Regions from separate parts of the Mus musculus genome. Here all the other regions are linked to region 1. A link is a contact called in public HiChIP or PLAC-seq data. All regions are on one chromosome and are shown on one strand. Each heading gives the region's core, a stretch centred on a gene start, on an enhancer-like site or on the middle of the called end of the contact. The rest is flanking DNA. Distances are from core to core; before and after follow the strand shown.

Region 1 (3,006 bases), core at 208-2,707:
CTTCGTCTCCCACAGCTACAATGAGAGCTACGCTTCACCATCATCATTGACATTGATGACCCAGGTTAGCTGACCAAGTGTCACCTTATGAAGACTGTTTAACATTCTTGGCATGGGGCCTTCCCACAATTGCCTGCCTCTGGGTTTCTCTGTATTCCTCCCTCATCATCACAGGGAGTAGTGCTAACACTCACCAATGAACAGTGGTGTGTGCTCAGGGATCATAAGGAGTAGTGCTAACATGTACCACTGGACAGCGTTGTGTACTCAGGGATCAGGAGAGCCTATGACATGTTCCGAGAGACACAGACCTTCAGCCTGGAGGAAGAAGGAACCAATAGCACAGGTGAATTTAAATGCACACTGAGCCAGACCTTCACATTAAAACAGGGCCATGTTCAAAACCTCCCTTTAGGTCAGCTGCTGAAGACAGCGGGCAAAGTGCACACTGGCCGTGCTGTATTACTAATGCAATAGAACATAGAACAGGGGATGAAGTTAAAAAAAAAAAAGACATTTGAAGCGTGATTATTAAAAAAAAGGTCAATTTATCTAAGAAGGCAAAAAAAGATGTCTGGAACAACAGGTGACAGTGATGAGGCTGAAAACGATGTTGGTGACACTCAGGACCCGTGGAAACTAGCAGTTCACTTCCCACGAGTCTTTGCATCAACATTTCTGCCTTTCTCTTCACACCAACCTCTCTCTTATAAAAGTCAAGCCATTTTATTGACTTGCCAAGTCAAATAATGCCCAGAAGGGGAAAGTCTAAGGTAGAAAAAGGAGGTTTCACTAGGGAAAGCGAAGAAAGTGCTATCTCAAGGAGGATTAATTGATTAGAAGCACAGGCACACTTATTTATCATCCACTGCCTACCTCTCTGCTGGGCCTTAGGGTATGAAGAAGAATAAAACAGTCCCCTTTCTCTTTATTTTCTGCAATTTCCTGTACAAGACTTGCCCTGTCAGCAGTCAGTCATGGTAGGGAGGGCCCTGTGGGACCCTGCTCCTCCCTGTTGAATACTGGCTACAAACAGAAGCAGGTGGAGGGAGAGACATTGCCTTTAGTTGGGTACCCACTGGTGAGCCCACCAGGCTCCAGTGGAGAGTTCCAAGTCTGTGATTAAAGACTCAGTGGGTCACAAAATAAAACAAAAGGACACCTGGAAAAGGGAGGCCGGCAGGTTGACAGGAGTGGGAGGCGAGGGTAATTAGAACACATTGTATACAGGTATGAAGTGTCAGGGAACAAATTTAATTCATTAAAATATTCTTAAGATAAAATTTGTCAAAGAACTAAGTCTCTATTAATTCTCTAATTGTAATATAAGTGAAAATGTTAAGAAAAAAGCTAGTCGTTTTATCAGTGGGCAATGGAAGGAAGTAAAACCAGGCTAAGAGTCAGAAGCAACTGGTAAACACACACATCACACTACAGTGTGTTGAAGTCACTTCCACCTACAGTGTGCTGCAGGCACTTCCCTCTAGTGTGAGAAGGCACATCACACTGCAGAGCGATGTAGGCTCTACGGAATGATAGCTCGACCATGTAGGAGAATGAGGAAACTATTCCGCCGTGGACATTTAATCTTGGAAAACAAGTAATATTGTTTTCAAAAGGAACAAAATGTACAAAGGCAAATGTCTACCGTTATTTTGGTTAAGGTTTGTTTAGGGTTCCAGCAAATGCAGAAAGAAGGATATGATGAGGAGACTGAGAAACCATGTATGAAAGGAGTTCTCCATCCTGGAGCTGGAGCATCGCCAGGGAGTTCCGTCTCTTTCTGTTGAAAACTTGGAGACAACAGTTTAAGTTTGTAAGAGAGGGATGGAGTCAGGAAGACTAATCAAAATGCAATTCACTGACCTTCGCTTGGCTTCAGAGGGTGAAGACAGAGAAGCCATAAGTAATAGGTACCAGTGTGGGCTCTTGGGAGGAAGAAGGGAGTCCTGAGTGTATCATACTGCAGCGATGATTGCATCACAGGGTTGAAAGCAGAGGGAAATTTCTCTCTGTGTGTCACTGACTGCTGACAAAATGGAGACCTTGTGACCACAGGCCATCTGCAAGACCTGGGTCATACAGAAATAGTGAATTCGTGCGTAATCTCTGGGGGTTCTTCGGCGACAATCGCAGACTTGTTTGTCTCTCCCTTTGGCATTTCTGTGATGCCGTTCCTAGAATATTTTTCCCTGGATGTTTCTTCTCACCCCCAACTTTTCTGCATCAAAGGATGCTTTGGAAGCCTGAAGCCTCCGCTGTGAAGAACATTCACTCAAGACTGAACTCCTAAAGCCAGCGTGGTATGTTCCTCTGTGTCTAGTTTCCAGCTACTCACAGTATGAGGGCCTTGTGCAAGGGATAAAAATGTAACTAGAAAAATAAAAACATTTTCAAAAGCTCCAAATCCTCATGCATTACTCTGGAATGATACAGTTCTCAGAATTCTAGATGCCATTGCCCAGTCCCACCCATCCCAGGCTGTGGTGGGTGGTATGATCTGGAAGTCTGCTATGCATTCAGGGGAAATAAGCCTGGGCTGACTGTGCATAGAGAAGGAAGACACTGCCACCTGCAGGCTCTAAGCTTAGGGAGATAGTAAATGTTTAATTTATGGGAGATTTGTTTTATTAAAGTAACATTTTCATAAACAGTAAAAGTCTCAAAGTTGGCTCACTTACTCCTGTACCTTTGAGCAACTCCGTTCCACAGTAGTCAAGAACTGTAGCTACTAGTGGAGAAGCTGGTTCTAAGTTAAAGGTAGCCAATGTTGGCGTTGTTCCGTGGGGACTGAGAACTAGCCTGGACCTTGCACAGGTGACACTGGGAAAGTGATAAGTAATTGTCTGCTGACGTTCTCTTTAAACCCTAAGCATACTTTGAGCCTCAGTTCCTTTCATTGTAAGCTAAGGCTATTAGATAAGATTAGATCGGTGTTTTCCAAACTGTGAATGCTGTGCCAGCATTGGTGGTGAGACCAGGAATTGTTAATATTAATTGCATCTG
Region 2 (3,006 bases), core at 190-2,689, 470 kb before region 1:
CAGCCGTTTGTTCTGAAACGGCTCTGACTGCTATCCTGTGGCATAAAATAATGAAACACCTCACACTCTTCTTCACTCTCCCACAAAAGACTGGTGCAGACACACGCAATCATTTCCTACTGGCAAGTATAAAACTGGTTAAATTTGACATACCTCTTTTTGAGAGGTTTCAGTCTGACACAGCCTCCAAGATATCCATAGTTTCCTTAATGCTCATTTATAATGTATCCATTCTTGGGACTTTAGTGTATATGCATGTATATACATCAAAGTGAGGGTCACCCTGCCCTCACAGTGTACTCTGGTCTCTTTGAGAGGAAAAAGCTGTCCCCAGAGGCAACCATAAGGACAGTGAGTGGGGCTGGGGCTTTTGCTATGGGTTCCCTTGCTGGCTCTCAACTGTGAGAACTTAGATAATTAGTTAGACTCTAAGCCTCTGTTTCTTTGCACATGATAGGATAAGAATTCCGGATATTAATTTGGATCCCCAATCCTTTATCAGCCAGCATTTTCAAATTCCAGAAATCTCTCAAAACAGAACTTGGTTTTAAAATAACTCATTTAATGTCAAAACCTGACCTGCTCTGAACTTGGTTGTCTGCAAGGACCTTGCTTGAACTGATGTATACTTTTTATACTCTTTATCTAATCCCTTTAATGAGAAAAATGCATATTTGGGGATAAAAAGCACCAATGTATTTGACTTTAGGATGCTATGCCAGGTACTATGGGGGTATTTTCTAGTTTATGACACAGATTCGTAAACTACATGAAACGTGGTGTTTGAGGGGGAGGGACTGGGAAACTGTTAGTTTCATTCTTATTAGTTTTCTTCAAAGGGGAATCAAGTGAAATAATAAATATAATGTGTATATTATTTTCTCTCCTCCCCCCCACATTCATTATAACAAAATTCTAAAGACCACTCAAAATATAAAATACCGTTTTTACAATTTATTCTGTACAAAATCAGCAAACTTTACCATCTTTGTCCTTCCACTTTTCACTGGGAGCCCCTCTTACCTTGGTTTCCTCTTTAACTCTCAACCTCATTTCTGTACCACTTTTTCTTGGTTTACAGCTTAATTTGAAAATTCTGAGCATTTTCTTAACTATCACAAAAGAAAAGCTAATTGCCTAATGAAAGGAGCAGTTTATTTTGCCTGGATGTAGGCCACCATGCTCAGCTCACTTCCTGAGTACATGACCTTGGGTTGGTCACATCACCTCCCAAAGTCCCAGTTACCTCATCCTGAAAATTGAGATAACGTCTGACAGATGACAAAGGCAGATGGCTGGATGAGGTCATCTCTTGAGGTCACTTCCAGCTTTATAATCTCTACATTTCCCAGTCTTCAAAGGTCTGAGGACAGTCACAATGTCTGGATCACAGAGTTTGGGCTATGACCTGCTCTGTTCTTCATGAGAGGCCCACTTGGTTGAATATAGGGAAATTCGCCTCCCAGAGACCTGAGAAGGGTATGAGACAGATGGGGGAGAGGCAGGAAGTCCATAATGTGTTCACTTGAACTGAATCAAGAACCAACTATATGTCACTGATCCACAAAATGTTCATGTATTAAAGTTTAAGAACCCAAGGCAAGCCCCCACATATTTCAGAACAAGCGGGTTTCCCAAGGTGAAGGATGACACAGAGGAATTTTGAGGCACATTATTTTGAGACTTCTGCTTTATGGTAAGTGGGAGTCCATTTGAGATGAGAAACCTTTTACAAACAGGAACTGGGAATGAGCATACCTTGAAGCTCTGCCAACCTTGAGTTCCCCCACTTCCCTACCCACTCATTCCCATTTTTGTTTTTTTTTTTTTTTTTTTGGCCCTGGCGTTCCCCTGTACTGGGGCATATACAGTTTGCGTGTCCAATGGGCCTCTCTTTCCAGTGATGGCCAACTAGGCCATCTTTTGATACATATGCAGCTAGAGTCAAGAGCTCCGGGGTACTGGTTAGTTCATAATGTTGTTCCACCTATAGGGTTGCAGATCCCTTTAGCTCCTTGGGTACTTTCTCTAGCTCCTCCATTGGGAGCCCTGTGATCCATCCATTAGCTGACTGTGAGCATCCACTTCTGTGTTTGCTAGGCCCCGGCATAGTCTCACAAGAGAAGACTGAAGTGTGGACACTATGCCCCTCCTTAGAATTGGGAACAAAACACCCATGGAAGGAGTTACAGACACAAAGTTTGGAGCTGAGATGAAAGGATGGACCATGTAGAGACTGCCATATCCAGGGATCCACCCTGGCAGATTTCTAAATGAAGTAAGAAAGCAAGGTGTTGCTGAGAAAAGAGAGATCACACCCTCTCCCCTTTCGCGCTTTTCTACACGCTCTGTGCTCTTCATGGTGAGGTCATTGGGGAGGCTGAAAGAAACATTTGAAGTGATTCTCCCAGCAGTAAGTGGAGTGGCCATGGAGTGGCTTGGCCTAATATAAACCTTCTAGAAAGGGCTCGAAAGTTATTCAGAGAATCCCACTCCTGAGTCTTTTGCTTAGTTATAATTATCTACATACTTTTATTTCCCAAAGCTAACATTGGTTTTTTTGGAGTAAGACAGCATGATTTAAAAACAAAAAACAAAAGCAAAAACAAAAAGAAGAAATGCAAAGATTTTCACTAGAAACGCCTACTTCAAACTCAGGCCTCTACAATAGCTGTTATCAGACAGGCTATTGTGATGGTCTAATCTCCATTGACAACTTGATAGGATTTAGAATCACAGAGGAGACAAGCCTCTAGATACCCTAGAAGGGATGGTCTAGAGATCAGGTTAGCCTCTGAGCATACTTGTGATGGACAGTCTAGATTTGATTAACTGAGGTAGGAAGACTTGCTGAATGTGGGTACCATTCCATGGGCTTGGAATCGAGACTGCATAAAGAGGAGGAAACCAGATGAGCACTAACCATTTTCAGTTCCTTAACTATGGATGCAAGTGACAGCTACCTCAACCTACAGGTAGCATGCCTTCCCCATGGTGGACCGTACG
Region 3 (3,006 bases), core at 314-2,813, 350 kb before region 1:
GCTTTGCACCTCCAGTAGCATCCACTCATACCCCTGGGAGATCTGAAGGCCAGAGGGAAACTCAACTTGATTAGAAGCATTTGAAGTATCCTAAGGGTAAATTGGACCAGTGAAGAGGTTCCACTGAAGGATAATTGGTCTGGATTTGCAGAAGAGATAAAAAATGAAAATATAGTGGCTGTTGACTCCTAACTATGGCACAATTGGAAAGCAGGAGGTAAGATATTCCTGCAGGGTGTTAAGATATGTAAGTAACAGGTCTTTAGGTCACTTGTTCAATTATTTATATATCTGACTGGCTCTTACAAGGAGTCATATTATAAATTATTTTTAATACTTCACTAGTAAAATGATATAAGTCATTGAATTCACAAAAAGAGAAAATGCATTAAGTATTTAGATATTTTAGAAGGGTCACTTAATTATGCTCAAAACTTCTGAAAGTTTTACAATGGCTTCAGTGGATAGTAGTTTCATTCCTAGACAGGAAATATCAGTCATCTAATCATGGTCAGACCAACATCAAATACTATAAAAGAAAAAAAACCCAAGAAATTCTCCAAGAAAAGACATCTTTAAAACGTGTAACATGTGCGTAATACACACACACACACACACACACACAATGTTTGTGCATCTATCGTAGCCACTAGCATCATGGGTGAAGAAAAGGCATCATGCAACGTCACTCATTTGTGAGGCTCAGAGGCAAATCCCAGGGCTAAATCTATCCTCATCTTCCCCTCTCCCAGTGCCTCTGGTTCTCCAACCACAAATCAAATACCTCTCAGCATCACCTCGACATATGTGTCCATCCCTTTAATGAATAAGCAAATTATTGTCTTATTAACATTGTTGGTGAGCCACGCATACTTGAGCAGCTGAGCCAAGATGATTGCAAATTTAAGCTTGATGTGGACTGCATAACAGCATCCCATCTCAAATATATATTTGTGTGTTTATTTTTATGTGTATTGTGTATTTATATATTCATATATACATACATGTTATGCTGCTAATAATGACAGTTTAGATACTCATAAAGAAAGTCTTAGGCACTGAGCAAAGCTAGAAATATAAATGTTGACAGCAGCACTTTGTTCCTTCTATGGGAAAATTCTAAACACCTGTTCTACCTGCCCCCATACTAGGCACTGTATGTACCTAAGGTGATGCCTGCCTATGTCACAGTACATGGAACCCACTAATGAAGCAGTCCAATAAAGTAGCAGAGTTTAAGTGTCAAGCCAGGTGTTATGACAGGATAAACTGTGCTGGGGTGCAGAATTGTCTGAAGATGGCTTCCACACCTCCAATCAGTGACATTTACACTGTAGTCTTAAAAGAAAAAAATGACTTGGAAGTAGGAGAGAGGGGCACAGTGGAATGTTCCTGATAAAGCAGAGTATAGCATGACTTCCTAAAGGAACTGAGAGAATGTACAGTCAGCCACATAGGGGAGGTCTCTAAAATGTTAAGTGATTAGATTTTATTGTAAGAAGAAGGGGAGCTTACTGAGCAGTTTTTAAAAGGAAGTAATATGATAAGAGCCCTAGAAAGAGGAACCTGGGCACTGTTGGAAAGTAGAAGCGAGACCCAGGCAAGACAGACTGACAGCCAGGAACAAACCACAAGATGGAAGTCAAAATTTCTGGGGAAAAAACAAGTGAATTTTGTGAGTTCTGCGGGAACAGGGAAGACCCACAGCTGAGTGGCAGGGTTTCTGAACTGCATCTCCTGTCATATGATGGTGGTGTGTCTCATCATCATAGTCAAGGCAAGCAGATTATTTAGGGAGCAGAAGATAGAGGAAAGCAAATAGTGATCAAAATCTAAGATGTGCCAAATTTGATATTCCCGTTTTTGCAAGTAGAGGTGACCAAGGTAAGGCTAGTCCTAAGAGTCGTGATGGCAGTGGAGTGAAATCTAAACTCACTGAATGATCTACATATGTAAGATATGTATATGTGTGTGTGTGTGTGTGTGTGTGTGTGTGTTAATATGTATAGTGCTGTAATCAAAGCAATGGATCTGAATGAGGCTAGAGAATAGGGTTTGAAACTATAGTGAATAAATAGAGTCAGCAATCTAATAGTTCTATTGGGGGGAAATGTTAATGGTGTCTGGCGAAATACCTAGTCCTAAAATCATTATGCTCAAGTTTTTTCTGGTCAGACCAGGCTATGCATCAGACAATCTATTGGACAACATGACAGAAGCCTCACAAAAGGGATCAGGAATGAAAAGCCCAAAGACCAAGGTGAATCCAAGGGCTCTCAAAGCAAATGCGAGTGTTCAGTTATTAGAAAATCGGTCACATAAAGCTGAATTGAGAAGACTATGTATTTATGTAATCAACAGGCAATAGTAAGGCTGTGAAGGTCAGTATGTTCCTCACCACACAGGGGTTTTTCTGGGGTTGCAGAAGGCCTAGGAGGATTTGGTAGAGACAATGACAAGTTCAGACAGAGAGAAAAGAGAGTATGCCTTTAAGGTACTTTCCAGCCTTACATCTGTGATTCAGCGTGATATGTGTGAGAAACATCAGTAAGGCCAAATTACTTCCGTGGATTCCCTGAAAGATGGCATGGCACTTCTGAGTTCTTAGTGCATATACAATTTTGAGATGTAGCTGACAACCCACCCAACTGTCCCGAGTTTCCTCCCTGGAAGATCAAGACATGGCACACTATTTGCTGAGGTCCCTAAAGCTAACAGCCCATACACCTAGTAAGTATCCTTGAGTAGAATTTCTAATCACAAATTACCCATATACCTCAGCTCAGCAAATGTATCACATGCCTATCTGGTGGGCTGAAAGAACTTTTCAAAAAGGAATGAGGACTTCAGAGGAAGACAAAGAAAATGAGTCCTGCCTGGCTGTGCAAGTTGAAAAAGGTAGATCAAACCAATTCTGAGTCATGGATAAGCCATATTGAATCACTGCGTGTGTAATGGACTTTCTATTCCTTAAATGCTCACACGGGATAAGGAGCGTCTAGAAGG

The links. HiChIP or PLAC-seq counts read pairs in DNA pulled down with a chosen protein or histone mark.
Region 2: a contact with region 1 is called in an H3K27ac HiChIP or PLAC-seq map of bone marrow-derived dendritic cells, with 3 times the contacts expected there. The contact joins two enhancer-like sites. A contact is called at or near these places in 1 of 15 datasets of contacts at CTCF or cohesin (pro-B cells), 6 of 484 Hi-C or Micro-C datasets (B cells, the C2C12 cell line, adipose-derived mesenchymal stem cells and 3 more) and 3 of 115 datasets of contacts at active chromatin or transcription factors (bone marrow-derived dendritic cells, heart atrium and trophoblast stem cells).
Region 3: an H3K27ac HiChIP or PLAC-seq map of bone marrow-derived dendritic cells shows a contact between it and region 1, with 4 times the contacts expected there. The contact joins two enhancer-like sites. A contact is called at or near these places in 1 of 15 datasets of contacts at CTCF or cohesin (pro-B cells), 1 of 484 Hi-C or Micro-C datasets (cranial neural crest) and 1 of 115 datasets of contacts at active chromatin or transcription factors (bone marrow-derived dendritic cells).

Annotation. Positions count from the first base shown.
Region 1 is chr2:124,926,099-124,929,104 of GRCm38.p6, forward strand. No RefSeq gene overlaps it. Among named protein-coding and RNA genes, the nearest start is that of Gm39920, 130 kb to the left of the region's middle. Within about 2 kb of position 1,458, at least 23 of the 459 cell types and tissues checked have an H3K27ac peak or open chromatin away from gene starts, as enhancers often do. A contact at or near this core is called in bone marrow-derived dendritic cells, where this site is marked.
Region 2 is chr2:124,454,787-124,457,792 of GRCm38.p6, forward strand. It overlaps a transcript of Sema6d not described here. Among named protein-coding and RNA genes, the nearest start is that of Sema6d, 200 kb to the right of the region's middle. Within about 2 kb of position 1,440, at least 5 of the 459 cell types and tissues checked have an H3K27ac peak or open chromatin away from gene starts, as enhancers often do. A contact at or near this core is called in bone marrow-derived dendritic cells, where this site is marked.
Region 3 is chr2:124,574,663-124,577,668 of GRCm38.p6, forward strand. It overlaps a transcript of Sema6d not described here. Among named protein-coding and RNA genes, the nearest start is that of Sema6d, 77 kb to the right of the region's middle. Within about 2 kb of position 1,564, at least 9 of the 459 cell types and tissues checked have an H3K27ac peak or open chromatin away from gene starts, as enhancers often do. A contact at or near this core is called in bone marrow-derived dendritic cells, where this site is marked.